Regions from separate parts of the Mus musculus genome. Here regions 1, 2, 3, 4, 6 and 7 are each linked to region 5. The links are chromatin contacts, called in public Hi-C, HiCAR-type and HiChIP or PLAC-seq maps. All regions are on one chromosome and are shown on one strand. Each heading gives the region's core, a stretch centred on a gene start, on an enhancer-like site or on the middle of the called end of the contact. The rest is flanking DNA. Distances are from core to core; before and after follow the strand shown. Region 1 overlaps Rwdd3 (RWD domain containing 3). Region 2 holds the start of Snx7 (sorting nexin 7). Region 3 holds the start of Tlcd4 (TLC domain containing 4). Region 4 has its middle 3.7 kb from the start of Mir137. Region 5 holds the start of Ptbp2 (polypyrimidine tract binding protein 2). Region 6 has its middle 38 kb from the start of Rwdd3. Region 7 holds the start of Alg14 (asparagine-linked glycosylation 14).

Region 1 (2,835 bases), core at 6-2,505, 1.4 Mb after region 5:
ACAAATATAAAGAATAGAGGAGAAAAAAAAAAAAAAACAAAGTACCATTTAACACGATGATAGGCAAATCAGAAACACCATGCTTCGACTAGCTCACTGTTATAAAACACACTTAAAAATGCACCATATTTAAGAGAAAGCAAGTAGATTCATATTCAAAATGAAGTTTTCCAGCACCTTGATGTTGCTTCTGTCTCCTTGTAGTAAAATCAGTATTAATTTACCCATGAACATCAGTCTTCCTGTCAGCCTTAACTCTGAAGCCCACTTCTCCACGGCTTTGACATATTTAGTCCTCGCTCTCATGTGATCTAAACGCAAAAGAGTCATCCACGGTCCATCGTCCCCCGTCGCACTTTCTGGCAAAGTGCACTTCTCATGGCTGCTGGCGGTCTCCGGCTGGCTGAGGACAAGTCTGAGATTCTGCTGGATCCAAAGAACCAGCTCGTGAACCATCGGTTCTGACACGAGCTTCCTGGCTTCTCCAAGTAACTTCTCCTTCGCGGTAACACACTGGGCCCTGGTCAGATGTTCCGAGGTAACCGAGATGCCGGGTAGACACAAAGGGTAACCAACTGGTAAATGGAACGCCAACTCTAAGGGCACATCCTCACCCACAAGTCCTTCAGCTGTTGTGTGAATTCTAAACACAGCCCCATCTGTCTCTGGAAGACATCCAAAAATAATCATTAGCTCCACATAATTCAATCTCAATGGAATACTAATCAGTTAAAAAAATTTCCCTTTCAAACCTCAGTTTATTGCTCATAGGAAAACGCTGAGTTTATTTTATGAAGAGACACACAAGGCAAAAAAGCCATGATTTACAGGTTAATCCCCCCTGCCATAAACACACATGAACAGTGCCACGCAAATGTACTTGCAATTCACTCTCTTTATCACCCATTTTTTATGAAATTATCAAAAAAAGGCAGTTTGATTTATACAATTTCCATCCATAATTTACTGGTAATTACGAAAATCACAAATCAGCCCTTATAGGTGTTCAATGGAGCAGCAGCATGTATAGGGAAGGTGTAAGGAGTCCACTCCAAGTTATTTGTGGTGAGTCACACGGAACCTGGGTGGTGGCAGGGCCATGTGACACCGGTGACCATCTGTGACACTGAACGTGGGGGGTTGGGGGGGTACCTACTCTTCTGATTCCGATCCACTCACGTCAGTGTAACATGAAGGCAGCAGGATGAACTGAAACTGGGCGGACATCCGTTCAGCCTCCACTGACTCCACAAGGGGCAGAGCACGCCTAGGAGACGAGAGGAAATCTGCTCTCTTTCAGATGTGCTTGGCTTCCCCACTCTGATGTGTTCCACATCACTTCACCCCACTTTCCAAAAAGTTGATAAAATGTCAGGCTAATTCATTCTGCAGGGAGCAGAAGCACCCTGATCAGAGAAAGGAGACGGGAGCCAGGTCCAGACACAGGGCTATGTGGCCAGTCTGCCTCTCTGCCTTCTTTCTCTGCCCCTGTTCTATTTCTCAGCACAGAAGCAGCCAGATCCTACACCTGGATGGCTGCCTCAACAATGGACACCCAAACACAGCCTCCATTTTAAAGAGCCTAACAGAACACTGAAATCACTTCTTAGCCATCTGATCCCAATGGTATCTAAAAGCTGTTGTTACACAGATTCATACAGGACCTAGCACATCTGTTAGAGTTTTTCTTTAATGGATGTCAATACCAGCTGCCAGGAACTACTATTTTCAGACCCCATCCGGAATCAGAGGCAGTAGCTATTGCAAAGACCATATAATATTTTCTTTTACATATGTAATGTATATAGTATTTTTAAAAAAACTTCTCTAAATATTACAGCATACATGCTTCTAAAAGTTATCACATGCTTCAAGTGTCTTTGTTCCTCCTTCCTTCTTCTACTAACATACTGTCATTATTATTGGTGTGTGTGGCCATGGGGAGGCTCAGAGAACAACTTAACAAAACAGTTCTGCTTCATTATCTTGGAGGATTATGGGACTGTCAGACCCATATGCAAGCACCTCCACAAACGGAAACATCTCACTAGCTGCACGTCTCTCCTTTCTTTCACTGAGTTCCTCTTTTCAATGGTATATTTTACTGTCAGAGTAAGCTCCTGTCATTATCAGTTCGATTAATATATATTTGCTATGTAGGACTTTTATGGACCTGTAAACAACACAGGATCACCAGGCAGATTAAACTTGTCGGCAGTCATGCAGCAAGCCTGCATTCCCTCTCATTGAGGGGGTAGAATCTTTAATCTTCAATCATTCATCATTCTACAAGCATACACTGGGTACATGTCAACCCTGTGCACTGTGCTGTTCAGAAAAAGGAATAAGTAAGACACAGATCTGCCACCGTGGTTCAGTCCAGGGTGGACACAGAGCTTCCTGAGTCTACGCCTGCAAAGTCTTCTATTAGAGATGTGTGAACATAAAGGGTTTTTTAGGGGGTTTGTGTGTTTGTGTTTGTGTGTGTGTGTGTGTGTGTAAGAGAGAGAGAGAGAGAGAGAGAGAGAGAGAGAGAGAGAGAGAGAGAGAGAGAAGGGGAGAGAGGGGGGAGAGAGAAAGAGAGACTCTACATAGTCCTGGCTGGCCTGGGGCTTACTATACAGACCAAGCTGCTTCCCAAATGCTGAAATTAATGGCATGCACCTACCACATCCAGTTTTGTGTGTGTGTGTGTGTGTGTGTGTGTGTGTCTGTGTGTGTCTCTGTGTGTCTCTGTGTGTCTCTGTGTGTCTCTGTGTGTGTGTCTCTGTGTGTGTGTGTGTGTCTCTGTGTGTGTGTGTGTGTGTGGCAGGGGGGAGAGGGTGGAAGGAGTTC
Region 2 (2,792 bases), core at 190-2,689, 1.9 Mb before region 5:
TGTGTGTATAATGAAGAAAAGAAAAGAAAAAAAAAACAGTATTGGGACTCTGGATGGCTCAGTAAGGTGCTTGCTATGGGACCCGTTGACCTGGATTCAATCCCCTGGACCCCACATGGTGGCTGAGCTCTGATCTCCAATTGTGCACAAAGGAGAGTATGTATGCACGCAAAGGTATGAGTGCATAAACACACACATTGATATTAAAATTTGATAGTATTGAAACTAAATGTGAAATAATCCCAGTTTTATAATTCAAATACAAAGAAAGACTAAGCACACATAACTGATATACCATCTACTTAGAATGCAACTGGGTGTCCAATCTCACATGCTCTAGGGGTGCAAAACGATGTTTGTGAGCTCCGCACTGGAGTCCAAGGGTGTTGGTTACTTGCTAACTTCTGTTTAACAGTTTTAAGTTGGTGGGCTCATGTAACATCTCAAGGCAACATGTCACTACTGAATAGTCATTGATCCAATGTTCCCACTGAGCACTTTTGAAAAACTGCTGTGACACTGGGACTGTGCCAAAAGAAAGGTATTTTTTTGTTGTTGTTTCCAACTTTCAGGAAGGGCAAGTTTGCATCAAGTCTACCACTACTGCCGGTATGTCCATTTCTGTCTAATTATATCACTAGCCAGGGAGCGCCTTTGAGGCTAGATTTCCAAGGCAAATGGGAAGGAAATATGCAGACTGGAGCTGAGGGTTGGACCAGAATAACTGCCCAATTTAAAGTCTTCAGCTGTGCCTGTGGTAGAGGCTAGGCTTTCTCAATCCTGAAAGGATTTCTACACCCAATGGTCACAGGTTTCCAGACTCTCTTAGAATGTGACTCAACTCTCCCATTTACACATAACAACAGTAAATCAAAAACCACCTCCCTGCACTAAGGCAATCACAATTGCTCTCCTGGACTTTAGGATTGTCAAGAAGCCTAGGGGAGGGGGAGGAGCTGGGGGGGGGGGAGGGAGAAGCAGTTTCAGGCCACCCGCACACGGTGAGGAATGTCGCTGTCAAGCAAGGAAAAATGGAAAGACGAAGAGAGAAAAAAAAAATCAGAACTTTTCAGACTCCATGAGCCTTGGCCCTGCCACTGATAAAAGTGAAGAGGAGGGAACGACTAGTTCAGCCTTGGAGGTACTGTCCCCAGCTCCAGCTCCATTGGAGAGTTGAGTCACCCTGGAACTTTCCCTGGACAGGCAGTCCCCGCCACCACGGCCATGGCCACGTCCCCTGCCCTCACCTTACTGAACACCTCCAGGTCGTCCTCGTCCTCGTCCAGATCCAGCACATCGGCCTGCAGCAGGCTGCAGGAACCGCTGCCACTCGGGATCGGGGCGCCGCCCCGCGGGCTCTCCCCGACCGCCAGCTCCGAGGAGCCCGACGCCAGGCGCTCGCCGTCCATCCCGGCAGTGCGCGCCCAGCCGGCCGCCTCTGCCAGCCCGGCTCCCCCGCGCGCGCCCATTGGCTCCCGAGGCGCCCTGCGCCTCCCTGGCCAGCCCAGCTCCTGCCCCTCGGCCGTGCGCAGACGCGGAACTGCGGGAGCCCGCGGCGCCGGGCCGGGCCGGGGCGGGAGAGCGGTGGGGCCTGCCCAGCCACAACCTGGCTCAGATCTACAGCCCGACTTTTAAATTCTGACTCTAGGAACACCGCCAGGGTGGGCCATGGAGATACAGAGGACAGGAGGTGGTGTTCTCGCCCTGACACAGCCAAGGGCCACCAGGTTTGTGCGTGAAGTGGCAGGATCTATATACACAACCAGCTGACCCAGCTTGATTTCCTGTTCTGAAAAGTGCCCTTTTCCCAGGTTGTGACTTTTTTTCCCATTCTCAAGTCTGTCTTTACAGAGACTAATGCAAAAATTAAAGACATCTGAACCTCCTGGTTTTCAATTGTTTGTTTGTTTGTTTTTTCCCATCGATTGGATTTTGTTGTCCTTTTACTGTCGAGTTAAGGAAGCTGAGGCTGAACAATTATTTTCAGCTACTTTCTAACATAGCTTTCTCCTGGAACTCTTCCTGAAGTTAATGTGCAAGAATGTTTCCAAGCTCCAAGGTCTGCCAGCAGCCCTGGGTATTGCAAGGAGAAAGAAACAATCTTGCATGCCTTTTCATACAGCCAGTGCAAAGCTGGAACTATTTAGTTGTTCATTGCTTGGTTTTTATAGATTCAAAGTTAATGAAAAATTGAGTACTAATTGATATATGTTAGAACTAGCTTCCATTTTTATTATTTATTCCTTTTGGTCTTCTCTCTCTCTTTCTCTCTCTCTCTCTCTCTTTAAATTTCTAAATGAAGATTCCTGTAAGAGCCAAATATGGGAATGCTTGACTGTAATTTCAACACAGGGTAGACTGAGGCAAGAGGACTTGCACTTTGAGGCCAGCTAATTATAACATAGGTTGAAAAAAGAAAACAGAGAGGGGAAACAGATAAAAAGCTTCCCAATTTAAATATTTTTATTTCTGGTTGAGACAGTTCCTCAATATATCCCCTTTTAACTATTTAAGGACCTCCAGTGTGTTTCAGGATATGACCCACATAGCATCCAGCCTGGTCACCGGCTACTTAAATGTACAAAATGTTCCTTTGCCTTATGGTTGGTGTCCTCAAAATACTGTGTTCTGCCAGTCTTCCAGGAATTATCTATAGTCCCATCAATTTTAGTAAGACTTGTGAAATGACAGTCTGGTCCCAGTTTCTCCTTTGGTTTTATCATACAGATTGTGTGTCTTACATTCCTTAGTAAACAAACCATAATGGGTTTTAGGTTGAGAACCATGAAATA
Region 3 (2,724 bases), core at 68-2,567, 1.5 Mb after region 5:
AACACATTAATTCCCACCATCCACACAAACTCTCCCACATTGCCTCCAAACTGGTATCTGAGTTAATTTAAACATCAAAGATTACTTTTTAATATTTTGCAGTTTTACATACACATGTACAGTGGCTCGAAAATGCTTACAAATAAAAACAAAAACACAGGCCAGCAAGTGTCCGTTAAATGAACTTAACTTAAAACCACTTTCACAGAGGCTGCCCTACCATCTTGGAAAGGTGGGAAAATAAGATAGTGGCATTAGAGGCCCCATTTCCTACCAAGGTAAACGAAGGCACTTAGTTTAACCAACTTGCCAGGAGGTTACAGAGGCTGGAAAGAGAAACCAATTCTCCCTCCACTAGACTTAAGCACTCAGGTGGCTAAAAATGGGACCCACTTGAGAGTCGTGGGGGGTAAAAATAGGCTACTTTTTTTAGAAAAGGAGGATGGGGATGCCACTTGATGCTCCCGACCCTGAGCCGGTCTCTCGCAAGAAAGCGTCCCCCGCAGGCCCAGAGGTTGCACCCACCCGCTTTGGGCTCAGACCCCTTGATTGCCTCTAGCCAAGCAGGAAAGCCGGGGGACCGAACCAAGCAGCCTGGGAGAACCGAGTGGACCCCGGGCCAGCGCCGGGGGCCGCGGGCCCGGGACATCATCTGCTCCGAGCTAAGCGGCGCGGGGCCGACAGCAGGAAGGATGCTGCGCCGCCGCACACCTGCGAGAGCCTCCCGCGCGCTCCCACCCGCCTCGGGCGCCCGAGCTCGGCCGCGCTAGGCCGGTGCGACGCGGCGCAGTGCCCGAGGCTGCGCTGGGCGAGGCCGCCCTCCTCCCGGATCCCGTCCAAACGGCGTCACCTGTGCCGGGTCCCGGGACGACTCCCGCGGGCGGCGGCTACGCGGGGCCGGGAGAGCGCAGCGGGGCTCACAGGCGCCTGGTCATCCAGCCTGGCCCGAAGGCTGCGCCGGCCGGAGCCACGCGCGAGATGCTCGCGGAAAGCCGGGGGAGCCCGGAGGAGCTGTCGCCGAGGCTCGCGCCGCCGCTGCCGCCGCGCCCGCCCGGACTGCGGGCTCGGGTTACCGCAGAGCGGCTCCTTAAAGGGGCCGCGGCCGCTCGGACTGGGCTGGCGCTCGCCGCGGCTCCGACCCCAGGCCAGAGTGGGCGGGGCCCGGAGGCCGCGCGTGGGGCCCACCTCCCGGCGCTGGGACTTGGATCGCGGCGGGAGCTCGAAGCCGCGAGCTTAGGCGGTGGGCTGCGAAGGAACCCTGAGAGCTCACACCTCTGCCCGGGTGCAGTGTGCGGTGCGCGGGCTTTCCCAGCAAGTCACAGACCTCACGAGTGGGGAGAAGAAGTATGTGAGTCCGCCCCCGCGTTGGTCAGCGCCCCGGCTCGCCACGTAACCCAAACCCCTTTTCAATGGGGAATTCTGTCTTATATGCCCAAACGCTGTGCAAAAGATCCGCATGGTTTGCTTTGTCGAGGAGATGAAATGGCAACTGATGCTTTTTTTTTTCTTTCTGCCACGTCTGCCACGGCCAAAGTCCAGCCCCGCCCCGTTCTGGTTTGAGGCTGCAGGTGCGTGCCAAGCCGGCTAGGAGGCACGTGTGTAGAAGAGGCGTCATGTCCCAGAGCAGCCTCTTCCCAAACCCCCGGAGAACACCCTTGAAGGACCGCAAGCTATCCAAGTATAGCTCCTGCCTAGCATGTCCAAGGCCCTGGATTCGATTTCCACGTAACAAAAACGGGTACATTAGCAATCCATCTATATCCGGGACCCCTCTGCGGTCAGGATGTTTAAATGGGACTGGACTGTTTTTTTTTTGTTTGTTTGTTTGTTTTTGTTTTGTTTTAGGACTGGCTGAGTATCCCAAACTGCCAAGTCTATAAACTCTGCTTTCCGACCTGCTGTATCAACCAGATCCAATTAACTGGAATAAAACTAAATAATGCAGAGGTACACACAAGCTGTATGATTTGCCAAAAAAAAAAAAGCAGTCACAAGTCCTATTTTTGGAACTAGATGAATTCTACATAAATCGAATAACCTGGAAATTTCAACATTAATGACATAGGGCAGTTGTTTGTGAGAAATACCTACCAAATAAAGCTTACATATTTGACCTAATAATATGCATACACACAGGGAAGCATCTGCTGCCAATTTAGGCCAGAAAATGTACACATAATCTCACACCACATCTGTATTTAAATTCATCTTGGAAAGCAATAGAACCGAAATCCTATTTATTAGAACCTGGAGTCCATTTTTTAGCCGAGCTGTCTCCAGCTGACTGAGCTAACTAAGCTCAATGAAGCTCACGTCTTCATCTATAGAAATGGAACAATTCAATTATTTCTGAAAGCTCCCCGGTCTAGGCGGAACCACAGAGAAAACCTCTATGAGCTACACGGTCAGAAAACCAGCCAGGAAGACCATGCAGATCGTTCCCTGTGTTCTACCCAAGCGTCTCGGCATTCCAGGGCCACAGCGCTGTGGCCACACCTGTTTCATCACAGATATTTCCCAACCTGCATAGCCCCTGACTGTTTTTGCTTTGCCCCATAGCTGCTTCATGTACTCATGTGCTCCTCTCATAACTGTGTGGGCATGTGATGGTTATAGGCAGATATCTATAGGGTCAGTTCAGCTAAGACGAATTTCACAGTGCTATCTCAGGACTGTCATCTGCAGGCACTTATCCTAGCTCCTCATTGTTGGTCAGTTGCTCTG
Region 4 (3,134 bases), core at 547-3,046, 1.4 Mb before region 5:
TACTTACATATTGGTCGAGCCTGAATAACTTGACTATCATAAATTTTCTGAAGACCTGGCCAAAATCTGCCTGCGGTTTCAACCTGACCTGCAGGGGGCAATAGCTTGACGCGAATGACAGCTAAGGCTGCTGAGCTATTAGACTTGAAATTCTGACTTTGACCCTGGAATGTTGTGTAGGTTGGAAAGAGTGCTTAATTAATGTATATTGAAACAAAAGATCAGGTAAATTGTTTGATTTGTCTTCAAGCTATATTTTTAGACTAATCTAATTCATTTTTTTCTTAAAGAGATTATCAGAGTTTTTCAGTAGACACATTCAGCTACCTCAAGAATTATCTTAAATACTAATTGTTTACTAAAGAATTGATGTAATTTTTTAAAAAGCAGAATAAAGTGAATATGATTATCTGTTTTCAAATGGATGTGAAAATCAGAGAAGTGTAGCCTATTTATAACAGGTAATAAAAGAATGCTACACGTATATAGAAGAAACTCTCTTATGATGTTCCTCTAAAAATATCTGAAAATTGCAAATAGGTGAGGGACAGTCACACACTGTTTGAAATATGTTCTCCCTCCATACATAAAACATTAATTTTGAATAATGGTATGCATTTAAATATCACAATTAACAGGGTGTGATATATTTTATTTCCCTATTTTTCTATTAAAAATAGAGTAGAATTTATTGATTATTGATAGTATACATCCTTTTCCTCTTCCTGACATCTCTACCCTTTCCCACATTGCCATATCACTCCTATCAAATGTTTAGTTTAGATCAGAGACACATCAAACAGTGTATGGGTGGGAGGAGGGACTATAAAACTTAATTTTTAAAAACTGTCCCCCATCAATTTTAAATGATACAAAATGTTTCTCAAAAAGGCATCCTGATCTGATTTCAATAAGTCATAGAGGGTACCTGGAAAAAATAACCCCTAGTCAAAGCTAGTGGTATTTACTAGATTGTTTTTATATACAGCATATGCTTTGCATGTATTTTGATCACAGTAAGAAAACGCATGATAGTTTTTTTTTTTTTTTAAGAACTGCTATATAAGTGCTCCTTTTCTTTTCTGTGACAGTTTGGTGCTGATTTTAAAAATTAAAAATTAAAAAAAAAGGCTTTAAAGGCATCATTTTTTTTCTCTCCAGTATGCTAAAGATGTTGTATATATCTTTTTTGCTTTTCTTTAAGGAAAGAATATGGGGGTTGCTTACACAGGGAATGAAAATTCTATTCTCCAACCCCCCCTCCCATTCTACTAAACCGTTTTAGTCGACATATGTTTGTTATCAGAGAGAGGTGCTGTGAACACACAGCCATTTTCTTAGCAGCTTTTTGACTGTATGTTACCATAGTCCCACAAGGCATTGGTCCTTTCCCATTGGGAAGTCATGAATAAGAGACTATGAAGCTCACACGTCAGATCTTCCTCAATTAATCCACCATTAGCATGTTCGGGGTCCACTACTGGATGGTTAACAGCGGCTTTTTGTAACTGTACGCCGACCATACCCAATTATGCTTTGCTAAAAATGAACTCTTTGCAGACCAAGCCTCTTGGGCTGTCAGTGTTTTCCGTTTTCCTATTTTAACGTTTGTGTATAGTGGCAGGCGACAGATGGTGTGGATCAGATCGATTTGATTGCATTAGATGATTTTCCCCCCTTCCCCACGCCTTTCTGGAAGCTCGCATCAGCTGAAGGCTCTCGCCTGGGACTCCTCCGAAGCATGAGCAAGCCGCCACCACGCGAAGGCACTGGGGCACAGCCAGCGAGAGGCGACAAGGTCCCTTCCCAGGGCTTGTTAACACTGTAACCGGGCGCTCAGAGAGCAGCGGCTCCCACTGCCCAAGCCTGCCTCGCCGCCCATCCGATGACTCCTGGCTTCTGCACACAGTTGGAGTTCAGCCGGCAACCTGGATTTAGAGGGTAAGCACTTCATTCTAGACGGATTTGTGACAGTTACTTTGCTATACCTGCGATACTGCAGACAAATCTCAGCAAACGCATAGGATGTAGGATGTGTGGGAGAGGGCGACTATGTTTACATCGGTAAATGGGTTTCTTTTTGTCTGAGACAGAGAGTGTTACTCGGTGACGATGTGTATAGTGTTTTGCCATTGATTGTAGGAGTCCACTACCACCCTCCTCCCGATTTTTTTCCCCTCTCCTTCGTGTTTTCCCTTTTCTACTTGAGAGGGAAGGAGAGATAGAAGAAGGGAGGAGGGAGTTAAGGAGGGAGGGGAGAAGAGAGGAGAGAGAGAGAGAGAGAGAGAGAGAGAGAGAGAGAGAGAGAGAGAGAGAGAATGAGAATATTTCTGCTTTAGCTTAATTGCCTTATTTCCTAAACCGATTTTTTTTTTTGTAGCTCGCTTTATGAATATTTGGTTTTTAATTACCAAGCGTTTAGCTAGGATGGGTGTTGGGGAGTGGGGGACAGGGTGGGGAAGTACAGAGGAACACTGCCATAGTGGCAGTGGCCTTGAGAGATCAAAAGGTGCTGAAAGCACCCCTTGCCCGAAAAACACACCTTCAGTTATTAGGGCGCGAGGGAATTGTAGATTCTAATAAACATGGCTTGCAGGAGTCGACGAACAAAGGTACTTAATGCGGACCTAAGCCTCCGCTGCTATTGCTCCGATAGCGGTACCTAAATATTCGAGAGGAAAGTGTAAGTTGATCAACAAACGCCCTGGTAGTATTGGGCTTTTTCCCTTTTCCGTTTTTTTGTGTGGAGGGTGGAGGGGGGTGGGGAGAGTGGATGGGTGGGGGAAATCCGACAGCTTAAGGAGGTTTGAATTGAATATGCACCCAGCGGCAGTGGTCTCGTAGGAAATGGTGTTCTCGTAAGTCAGGCTGCCCCGCTGAAGCACAAGAGCTGTGGTTAGAGCTCGGAGCGTCAGTTCTGGTGGGAGTGCTGCAGGCTGTCCGCTTGGGCTGAGCTGTCCACTGGTCCAGGTGCTGAAGTGTGGAGCATTTGGTATGTAGGGAAAGGGCTGACTCTGTTGCTTGGTTAGGAAGAAAACCTATCGCCTGTCTTGTTCCAGATTTTTTTTCTTAAAGCATGCTAGTCTGTGGGTCTCTCTGTGTGTTCTTGTGTGTGTGTGTATGTGTGTGTTCTT
Region 5 (2,714 bases), core at 79-2,578:
ACTTTCTTAGACTCGTCAAATCCAGACCCTCAATTTTAATAAAGGTTCATGTTCACTGGGTCTCTTTTCGTGCCCCTTCCTCTCTGTGGGCTGTGAACTGTGGCCCCCTTCTCTGAACAATGAGTTGAACTGGGTCGTTCGGGATGTGGAGTTAACAAGGGCGCGACATTGGTGAGCCTCCTCTTTTCTTCTCACAGCTCTCTCATCTCACTCAGCATCCTCCGGTCTTCACGCCCAGCCTCTCCAAAGATGCAACACGACTCTGATCCATGTTCCATATTTGCTTGGGGGGCTGGTGTGGGGGGGGGGGTGTTTGTTTTTATTTTTGTATTTTTTTTTCCTCCAGAAACTAATCAAAGTAGGGGGCGGGGGAAGGCCAACCCTGTGTGGATTATCTGTTGTCTGCCTTGCGTGGCTTGTGGCCTTTGCCCATGTGACTGATGCTGCCTCTCCAACACTTCATGGGGGTTTGGTTTTGTTTATGGCTTAATTTCTGGGCCCTGTGGGCCGAGCCCCGAATTCTTGTTGTTGTCGTTGTGGTGGTGGTAAAGGCATTCCGATGGCCTCCCGCCCCCGCTCCCAGACTCGGATGAAAACAAAGGAGTGTGACATGTGCCCTCCTCCCTCCCGCCGCCACGCGCCCTCCCCTTCCCCGCAGCTCCCACTCGGCGCTCCGGCCGCGGCGTTTCGGGCGAGGCCGGGGATGGCGGGCCTCGCTCAGGCTTCGCGCTCCGCACAGGCCTCCGCGGCTTGGCCCGCTCGCGCCCGCGCCGCCGCCGCCGCCGCCGCCGCCACCCCAGGGTTCGGGTCTCCCCGCGGCGTCGACATGGCTCCCGAGGGGGCAGGGCCGCCCCGGGCTTCCCGCCCCATCCCCCGCAGTCGGGCCGCCCCGCGTCCCCACAGCAGCCCCGAGGCCTCCCCGGCCTCCCAGCCGCGGCTGCGGTTCGAGCCGGTAGCCGGAGCGGCCGAGGGAAGCCCGGGGAGGGGTGTGTGTGATGGGGCGGGGGTTGGGTAACGGCGGCGCGGCCTGGGAGGGGCCGCCCGAGCCCCGCTTCCCGGGACCCGACCCGACCCGGATCCCGGCCGCCGCCTCGCCGGCCTCCTCTCCCTCGCCCATCTCCTCACGGGCTCCCGGTACCTACCCGTCCATTGCCGAACCGGACAAAGCTTCGCTCCCAAGAACCGAGCCACGCAGCCAGCGAGCCACACAAGCGGCGAGAAAATGGCGGCCAGGGCCCGACGGAAATTGCCGAAGGTGCCGGAGCGCACGGGGCAGCGCGCGGCGGCGGAAAGAGCCGAGCGCGCGGGCGCCCGGCGGCGGCGGGAGACGAGCGGCGGGGCACAGGGACCGGGGGAGTGGGCGCCTCCGCCGTTGGCTGCCTCCGCCCGCTTGCCCGCCCGCCCGCCCGCGCGCGCACTGCCTCCCGCCCTCGGAGACGAGCCCGCTGCAGTGGCTGGCTGACCTGGGTTCTTTCTCTTCCGTGGGCGGTGTGAGTGGGACAGCCTGCAGCCTGCACCGTGTGTGCCTCAGGCTAGCCCGGACTGCAACCCTGCTGCTCTCAGGCTGCTTCCACTCTTCCTTCCAACCTCAAGCTGCATTATTACCACAAAGGACCAATCCCAGGCCCGGCCCGGGCACCCTTCGCCCTCTCAGCTCTAGAGAAAAAGACTTTATAGCTGCATCCTAGACCTCGTTTACAAATTCTTCATCCTCAAAGAGCTTACCCCCCTGGTCAAGATCCATTGCTTAGGAAAATATAACAACATCTCCTAATTAAGGACTGCTCACCAGCTTAGTGTTTGCTTACAAACCTGGAATCAATCAGGCCAAGAGGAAGAAAAGGTGATTCTCATGTGGGTTGGTAATTTTTGTGCATCTGTTAGGAAAAACATATATTCCAAGATCCCTACATGGGAATGGCCACACGCTGAGCGAGCGAGGTGGCAGAAAGCGTTCCTGTATTCCAACATTTGGGGATATGGAAAGAGGAGGCCAATTGAGTTAGCATTAGTTACAGGGGATGAAAATGTTAAAACGGCCTAGACAAAAATCACTTTTCCATAGAACTAAAGGTCTTAATATCATAGAACATGTTTTCCGTTCTTCTTTAATGTATTTGTATCATAGCCCCAGCAACATTTGGTTTCGGAAAATGTTCCCGGCATGCCACTAATGCCAGCACCACCCTTTGCTCTTCCCTACCTCCTCCAGCACTTACCAACTGTGTCTGTCCAGGTGTCCTCCATACCTCCTCCAGATCTGCCGCGTCCCCTTCAAGAAGCCTCTTGCCCTTACCACCTGGAATTTCACCTCACTAAATGGGAGATTGTATATTATTTTTAAAAGATAAGTCAGAACCTGGCCCCAGCTACTCCAGAGGATGAAGAAACTTAGTGAGACCTTGTTTCAAAGGCAATCAACAACAACCACACACATATGTGCACTGTTGTTGCTCTAAGAACGTTTCCAAGCCACCACCTGGTCAAATAGTCTTGATTTGCCTTAGGGATTGTCGATTCTTTTTAAAAATCTAATTTCCGGCAACACCTCCCTTCTATCTATACTTTTGACTTATGATACGTAAAGGCCCCATTATCATTTCCATTAATAATAGTTTTTCATGGGTTGTGGTTTTGTTCACATAGTTTCAACTCAACAATTAAATCTGTATGCTCCCAGAGGGAGGGAGGGAGGGAGGGGATCCAGGATGCAT
Region 6 (2,700 bases), core at 120-2,619, 1.4 Mb after region 5:
GAATTAAAGCCCTTAGAAAAGAGGCGTCCCAGTTAACTGACCTTTCAAACCTTCTGCCATGTAAGGCCACGGCTTGTGCGGCCACAGCATGTGCAATCACAGAAGGATGCGACAGTGAGCGGCTATCTTAGAAGTGGAGGTGAGTCCTCACTGGAAACCCAATCAAATGGTCCCTCGAACTCAGGATACCCAGCATCCAAAACTGTAAGGAATAAGGAAGTAAAACTGTATCACTTGTAAACCCTTCGGACTGGGTATAAGAAGAACGGATTCCCAGTATCTCACTATACATTTATACTCTAGTGCTCTAACTTTAAAATACGAATTATCCCAAAAGCAATAAGAAGCCACTTGGCTACTGGACAAAGGCCACAAGACTGAAGGGAGGGCATGAATGCTGATGGCCACATGTTTACCCAGGATCCTTAGCAAGTTGCTGCTTCTCTTAGCTTCAGCTTCCTGTGCCGTCCAAGCAGCTGCCAGGGTTTGTCCATGTGGCGGGAGCTGCCTGCACGTCAGGAAACATCTGTGAGGAGTCAGTGCGGTGGCAAAGGTAAAACCCACAATGCAGTAACTGTTAGTGCTAGGTGTTCTGTAAATGGCAACTCTAAAGGCAATTCAAATAAATCATTAATAAGGAATATATCTGATAGTTCTTCCTCAGTTAATCCTGTTGGCTTCTCTTCTCTCAAAATAGAAACATCATTATTATGACATTGACAAGTTCTTTCAAAAATAAAATATGTATATTAATGCATTTTTTAAGTGGCAAAATGTCATGAGAGGTGTTTGTATTATTTTTTCCCCTCAATATTTTTTCTTAGGGTGTCAAGACATCTGATTTAGAAACAATACCATCCAGAGAGAGAGACAGATGGTATTTAGGCAGGTTCCCATGACTACTTAAGGTTAAGGACTCAACAGCGTACGTTTCAAATGCAGCATTACAAGCAAAAATTAAACAGAAAGGCTGGTGGGTTGGAGGGAGCGGTGTGGCTCATTCTAACTCACGATCTCTTTTCTCCTTGGGTTTGCGAAAGCTACAGTAAAGGCTTGATTGGGGAGCGTGTATCATCTGGCAGGTTAACCTTTCTGCACTATAGGATTTGGGTTCGAAAGCTGATGGCAAAACCACCATGTTTCAAAAACCTGAGCCTCTCAGTTCTACTGCGTAAGCCATCGGAAACAGTATGCCCGTTAATTAACCCTGGGCTCCCGTCAAGGTAATTGAAGCAGAAGGTTAGGGAGAACACTTACATGGCAGATAAAGAAGTCTGGAGCACGCACCCCCTTACCCTATTGCCCCCTTCCTATCTCAGTTTGACAAGAGCAGATCCCCCAGCTGGAGCTCAGATCCCCTGTAACAGAGTCAAGTGTGCACACGGAAGCCAAGCAGAAAGGGGGCGTGCCGCCCATGAGATTTAACGTGCATTCTTAGGTGTCTCCTCTTCACGGGATTTTCTAGTTCTCCTTGCATGTGGGCGTCAGGGGGAAAGACAGAGGATAAACAGATCCAGTTGTTGCTGTTGTTTTGTTTGTTTTAATTTGGCTAAACGCCATAGTACTAGGCCAATAGTAAGACACCGGGTACTTTCACTTAGAAATGATTTCAGTTGGAGACAATGATCTGTTTGGCTTTGTTCGGAATCAGCTCCAGGAGGACACTTCTTACATTTCCATTAACTGTGAAATTAAATAGAGGAGGCAATTTTTAAAAGAGAAATATTGCGCTCGGCCTGAAACTCTAAGTGTTGAATTTCTGCCTGCAGTGAGTTTTTTCAATTAAATTATAAAGCATGGGTAATAGAGATTTATAATGGAAGCGCTGATAAAATCTTACCTATAGGACCGCCATCCTCCACGCTCTGTGCAGCACATGGATGGATTATTTGCATTAAATTATCTTTAGGAAATGCAAACAAAACAAAGGAAAATGTAAAGCTTGCCTCGTTATTAGCATAAAATTAATGCCTTTGAATGCACACTTGTTCCGTATCCAAAGCATTAACGGATTTTATTCTTAGAGTTCAAAGACCTCCTAATTAATATGCAAAATGGCCTCATTTTATAAGCAACCTTTTTTTTTTCTTCTCAGAAAAAAAAAAAAAGAGAGTTCTTTGCTAGCAGGAAATACCATGAAGTTTAGAAGACGACACTAACAGATACTGATATATAAGCCTACACCCTCATATGGCCTAATAACCACTCAATGCTATCACAACGTCTCCAGTTCCTGAATCTGCGCATGTCTATATATTCTACAGCTAACCAAATAATACCTAGCTTAGGATGATTAACTGTATAAAATACAAAAAGAAGGTACACTGTTCTCCACAAATGTTTACCCATTTGTTTAGTATTTTTTAAAAAAAATATTAAGAAGGCCAATCCAGCAGAATATGACACTCAGGACCTAAACGTATTCATATGAATTATGTAACTCCAAATCTAACTTGGAAAAGCAGGCACCCTCCAGTTTATACTGCCCCAGTGTTAAGACTCGAAATTAGAAAAAAAAAATTTAAACTGAACAAATATTTTAAAAGTTTGCCAGCAAATAACTGGTTCTATTTTTTTTTCTCTAAATATATGCCAGGATTGTATCTTTATTAGAAATAATTTACTTGGCTTTCTTTAGGAATTTTCCCATTGCACAGAAGAGTAGACAACTAACTCTAAATGTATACCCATTTCTAAATG
Region 7 (3,041 bases), core at 146-2,645, 1.5 Mb after region 5:
GTGGCAGAAAGTTGTGAGCCACCATGTGGGTTCTCGGCCTGGAACCTGGGACCTCTGGAAAAGCAACCAGTGCTCTTAACCTTTGTGCTGTCTCCCCGCCCCCACCCCCACCCCCCCAGCCCTTGAGCCACAAATGATATCTGTCTAAAAGTCTGGCATTCTTATTGATTTTCATCACATAAATAACCTCAGGCAAATTAACTTTTGTGTAATCTATTTCCCTATTGTAATTCAAAGAGTAACATTTACATAGAACCTGACTGTAAAGAATGAGGTTAAGAAGGAGTGATGAAAGAGCCCACAGGCACCGTGCTATAATATCAACAAGATAGAGATACAGTCAGGAAATCTCCCAAGCAGTTTGCTGACTCGGGAACCAACACACCTAGCTTTATAAGGAGATCTCAGGGCGCCTTCCTGGAACTTCTGACTCAGTATCGCTCCCAAAAGCATTCTAGGCTCCAGGTAAATGTGATCGTCAATCCAAACTGAATTTAACAACGGACCATATGGTGTAGCATTCTTAGGCAGCAGGAGTTAGGATTTCTGGTTTCTAATTCTAGACATGACATTATTGCATTTAGGCCAATTTGTAGCACCTTTCTCGACCTGTCTGCATGCCTGACCTATTCAATCTGTAACCCCATAAGGGTCTGAAGGAATGTTTGTTGTCAAGAGGTTTTATTTTGCTGTAATTTAGGCTAAGTTCACAAACGCACGCACAACTGGGATTAGAGTGGGCAGTGGAAGTCTATCATTTCAGAGGACCGCGGGAGGAATAAGCCAGAAATGCTTTGTGATAAACTTAACTGCAGGGCTATGTCTTCCTCCCTTGCTACCTGAAGCCAAGGGGTTTCCAATCCTCCCAGGAATATGACATAGCTTGAAGTGATCCGGATTCTGGTTATAGTTTGAGATCTGTGAAACTGTCTAGAAAACATAAATGTCAGGAAAGGGCGGATTTGAATGTTTTCCCCCTAAGAGTATGCCTCTGACTGGCAAAAATTTTCTAGTTCGGTTTGTCTTGGAACCCGTAAGGAAGAAAGGAAGTAGTGATGTATGCCAGGAGCCTCAGGCAAAACCTGGCAGGACAGGAGCAGCTACTAACCCGGGGCTTCGTGGTCCTTCTACCATACATGTAGTTTGACCTCGCCACTGGCAGAAATCAAACTTCTCCAGCACTTAACTTTCCAACTACACAACTGCAGCACAAACTCGGGTAACAAAACCATTACTGTTCCTTGTAGCGCTTCCTGGGCAAACTGCCCTTAGCCCCACCCATCACGGACAAACCCGGCTCACTGAGACGCAAGAGACGCGTCGTTCTGCGTTTTCCAATCAGAGCCACACTTCTGAACTTTGACCGCCCAACTTGGCAAGCTCCGCCCAGTGCAGACCATCCCCGCCCACAGAGAGGCGCTTTGCTCCCTGTTTGCTCTTAAGCGCGGTGCTTGCAAACTTTAACCGCTGGCGCCAGGTCTACACGCATGCGCCATCCTTTGAATGCTGAGCATTCTGATTCTAGCTGCTACAGCCGCAGGGCTAGTGATCTTGCTATTCCAGCGACTATGGACCGTGCTTGGGCCCCATCACGTCACTCCCCGAGAGTCTCTCAGACTCTTGATCGTGGCTGGATCCGGTAAGTATCCGGGCGGAGGCCGACGGTCTTGAGTTAGGCACTACAAACCCCAGAATGCATCGCGACTCTCTTCGCCCTTCTTAGCGCCTTTAGGAGCGCTGCATGCTGAGATTTGTAGTTTCTTTGCGTTCCCGGAACCGGCCACCCCAGGCAGGAAAAAATGCTGGTTAGCTGACGCCACCCAGCCGCCTGTCATTAAGACAGGTCATTTACACTTGTCTGTAATTAAGCCTCTCTGTAGTGTACTGCTTTCTAACAAATAATTAGCGACGGAGTACGCCGAAGCCTTTTGATGCTGACATATTGTTGCCCTCTTTGCTGCTGTGCGTTATTAATTCTAGGTCTTTGTACTTAGTTTAAGAAATGTGAACATTACATGGTAAACGAAGTAGAGTTGTCGCACTTATGAATGCGCAAAGTCCCTGAGGATAAAAACGTGGACACTCCATACGACGATACCTCCAGAGTGACAGGATATGAGTAATAAACTGTCCAGTCAGCTCTGAACATTTTAAAACTTAAAATTTTAGATGAACAGTTTTGACGAGTGTATAGTTAAACACGACTCAACTTTAAACAACCAAGGTGATACCCAAACCTATATCAATGCTGTCTGGAATACATATGTTATAACCTATTGCTCCAGGGACAGTAAAACAAAACCATTGCCTAACAGAAAATGATGCAGTCAAGACACACAGTAAATTCGAGGTGTTTAAGGCAGCCTCTGCAGGAGACCATACAGTTTTACAGTAGCTTTAAAAAAAATACACACTAATAAAAATACACAAACTAGTAATGTAGTTGTGTATTATTGTTATCAAATGTTATGAACTGTATATAGTAGTATATATTGTACTTTTTTTAAAGACTTGTTTATTATATGTAAGTACACTGTAGTTGTCTTCAGACACACCAGAAGAGGACGTCAGATCTCGTTACGGATGGTTGTGAGCCACCATGTGGTTGCTGGGATTTGAACTCAGGACCTTTGGAAGAGCAGTCAGTGCTCTTAACCGCTGAGCCATCTCACCAGCCCCTATATTGTACTTTTTTATATTGCAGGCAGCACAGTGAATTTGTTCATAGATTACCTTGGGCTACTGTGTTATGGTTGCTGTGTCACTAGACAATAAGGAATTTTCTGTTCCTTTTTAATGTCATGTGACCAATATCCTGTCATTGACTAAAACATCATTATGTGATGAGTGACTACACACACACTAATGATATTTATGATGTATGCAAATGTACCAAACTTAACATGCAATTATAATTCCTTACTTATTTACTTAACATATTTTGAGTCATGGGAATGGCCAGACACTACACTGAGCTCTGGAACAAAACAAAACTGAAAATAGAAAAACAAACAAAACAAGCATCACAAGGCACAGTGTGA

Evidence for each region. A called contact is a pair of places that touch in the nucleus more often than the background predicts. HiCAR-type assays count read pairs that join an accessible place to other places. HiChIP or PLAC-seq counts read pairs in DNA pulled down with a chosen protein or histone mark.
Region 1: a contact with region 5 is called in an H3K4me3 HiChIP or PLAC-seq map of embryonic forebrain, with 5 times the contacts expected there. The contact joins the enhancer-like site here to the promoter of Ptbp2 in region 5. A contact is called at or near these places in 5 of 39 promoter capture datasets (cranial neural crest, embryonic stem cells, hippocampal neurons and 2 more), 7 of 115 datasets of contacts at active chromatin or transcription factors (acute myeloid leukemia, astrocytes, embryonic forebrain and 4 more) and 1 of 9 other capture datasets (embryonic stem cells).
Region 2: a contact with region 5 is called in an H3K27ac HiChIP or PLAC-seq map of the NIH/3T3 cell line, with 7 times the contacts expected there. The contact joins the promoter of Snx7 here to the promoter of Ptbp2 in region 5. A contact is called at or near these places in 2 of 39 promoter capture datasets (hippocampal neurons and liver) and 3 of 115 datasets of contacts at active chromatin or transcription factors (the NIH/3T3 cell line, astrocytes and stem cell-derived neural progenitor cells).
Region 3: a HiCAR-type map of astrocytes shows a contact between it and region 5, with 4 times the contacts expected there. The contact joins the promoter of Tlcd4 here to the promoter of Ptbp2 in region 5. A contact is called at or near these places in 1 of 39 promoter capture datasets (embryonic stem cells) and 1 of 115 datasets of contacts at active chromatin or transcription factors (astrocytes).
Region 4: a contact with region 5 is called in an H3K4me3 HiChIP or PLAC-seq map of embryonic forebrain, with 10 times the contacts expected there. The contact joins the enhancer-like site here to the promoter of Ptbp2 in region 5. A contact is called at or near these places in 5 of 39 promoter capture datasets (cranial neural crest, embryonic stem cells, frontonasal cranial neural crest and 2 more), 4 of 484 Hi-C or Micro-C datasets (the N1E-115 cell line, cerebral cortex, cortical neurons and 1 more), 12 of 115 datasets of contacts at active chromatin or transcription factors (VIP interneurons, astrocytes, craniofacial prominence and 8 more) and 1 of 9 other capture datasets (embryonic stem cells).
Region 6: a contact with region 5 is called in an H3K4me3 HiChIP or PLAC-seq map of embryonic forebrain, with 6 times the contacts expected there. The contact joins the enhancer-like site here to the promoter of Ptbp2 in region 5. A contact is called at or near these places in 4 of 39 promoter capture datasets (cranial neural crest, embryonic stem cells, hippocampal neurons and 1 more) and 7 of 115 datasets of contacts at active chromatin or transcription factors (embryonic forebrain, embryonic limb bud, embryonic midbrain and 4 more).
Region 7: a Hi-C map of regulatory T cells shows a contact between it and region 5, with 10 times the contacts expected there. The contact joins the promoter of Alg14 here to the promoter of Ptbp2 in region 5. A contact is called at or near these places in 1 of 39 promoter capture datasets (pre-B cells), 2 of 484 Hi-C or Micro-C datasets (CD8 T cells and regulatory T cells), 6 of 115 datasets of contacts at active chromatin or transcription factors (astrocytes, embryonic stem cells, pro-B cells and 1 more) and 1 of 9 other capture datasets (liver).

Annotation. Positions count from the first base shown.
Region 1 is chr3:121,158,591-121,161,425 of GRCm38.p6, forward strand. Rwdd3 (RWD domain containing 3) reads right to left here. Exons shown (of 5, transcript NM_028456.3): 2 at 178-665. Among named protein-coding and RNA genes, the nearest start is that of Rwdd3, 12 kb to the right of the region's middle. Within about 2 kb of position 1,256, at least 42 of the 459 cell types and tissues checked have an H3K27ac peak or open chromatin away from gene starts, as enhancers often do. A contact at or near this core is called in embryonic forebrain, hippocampal neurons, pre-B cells and 1 more, where this site is marked.
Region 2 is chr3:117,867,497-117,870,288 of GRCm38.p6, forward strand. It overlaps Snx7 (sorting nexin 7), which reads right to left and starts at 1,440. Exons shown (of 9, transcript NM_029655.3): 1 at 1,248-1,440. The coding sequence starts at 1,409.
Region 3 is chr3:121,261,850-121,264,573 of GRCm38.p6, forward strand. It overlaps Tlcd4 (TLC domain containing 4), which reads right to left and starts at 1,318. Exons shown (of 8, transcript NM_001355678.2): 1 at 851-1,318.
Region 4 is chr3:118,428,620-118,431,753 of GRCm38.p6, forward strand. No RefSeq gene overlaps it. Among named protein-coding and RNA genes, the nearest start is that of Mir137, 3.7 kb to the right of the region's middle. Within about 2 kb of position 1,797, at least 40 of the 459 cell types and tissues checked have an H3K27ac peak or open chromatin away from gene starts, as enhancers often do. A contact at or near this core is called in the N1E-115 cell line, VIP interneurons, cerebral cortex and 4 more, where this site is marked.
Region 5 is chr3:119,782,060-119,784,773 of GRCm38.p6, forward strand. Ptbp2 (polypyrimidine tract binding protein 2) reads right to left here and starts at 1,329. Exons shown (of 14, transcript NM_001310711.1): 1 at 1,143-1,329. The coding sequence starts at 1,150.
Region 6 is chr3:121,132,747-121,135,446 of GRCm38.p6, forward strand. No RefSeq gene overlaps it. Among named protein-coding and RNA genes, the nearest start is that of Rwdd3, 38 kb to the right of the region's middle. Within about 2 kb of position 1,370, at least 4 of the 459 cell types and tissues checked have an H3K27ac peak or open chromatin away from gene starts, as enhancers often do. A contact at or near this core is called in embryonic forebrain, where this site is marked.
Region 7 is chr3:121,290,345-121,293,385 of GRCm38.p6, forward strand. Alg14 (asparagine-linked glycosylation 14) reads left to right here and starts at 1,396. Exons shown (of 4, transcript NM_024178.3): 1 at 1,396-1,639. The coding sequence starts at 1,504.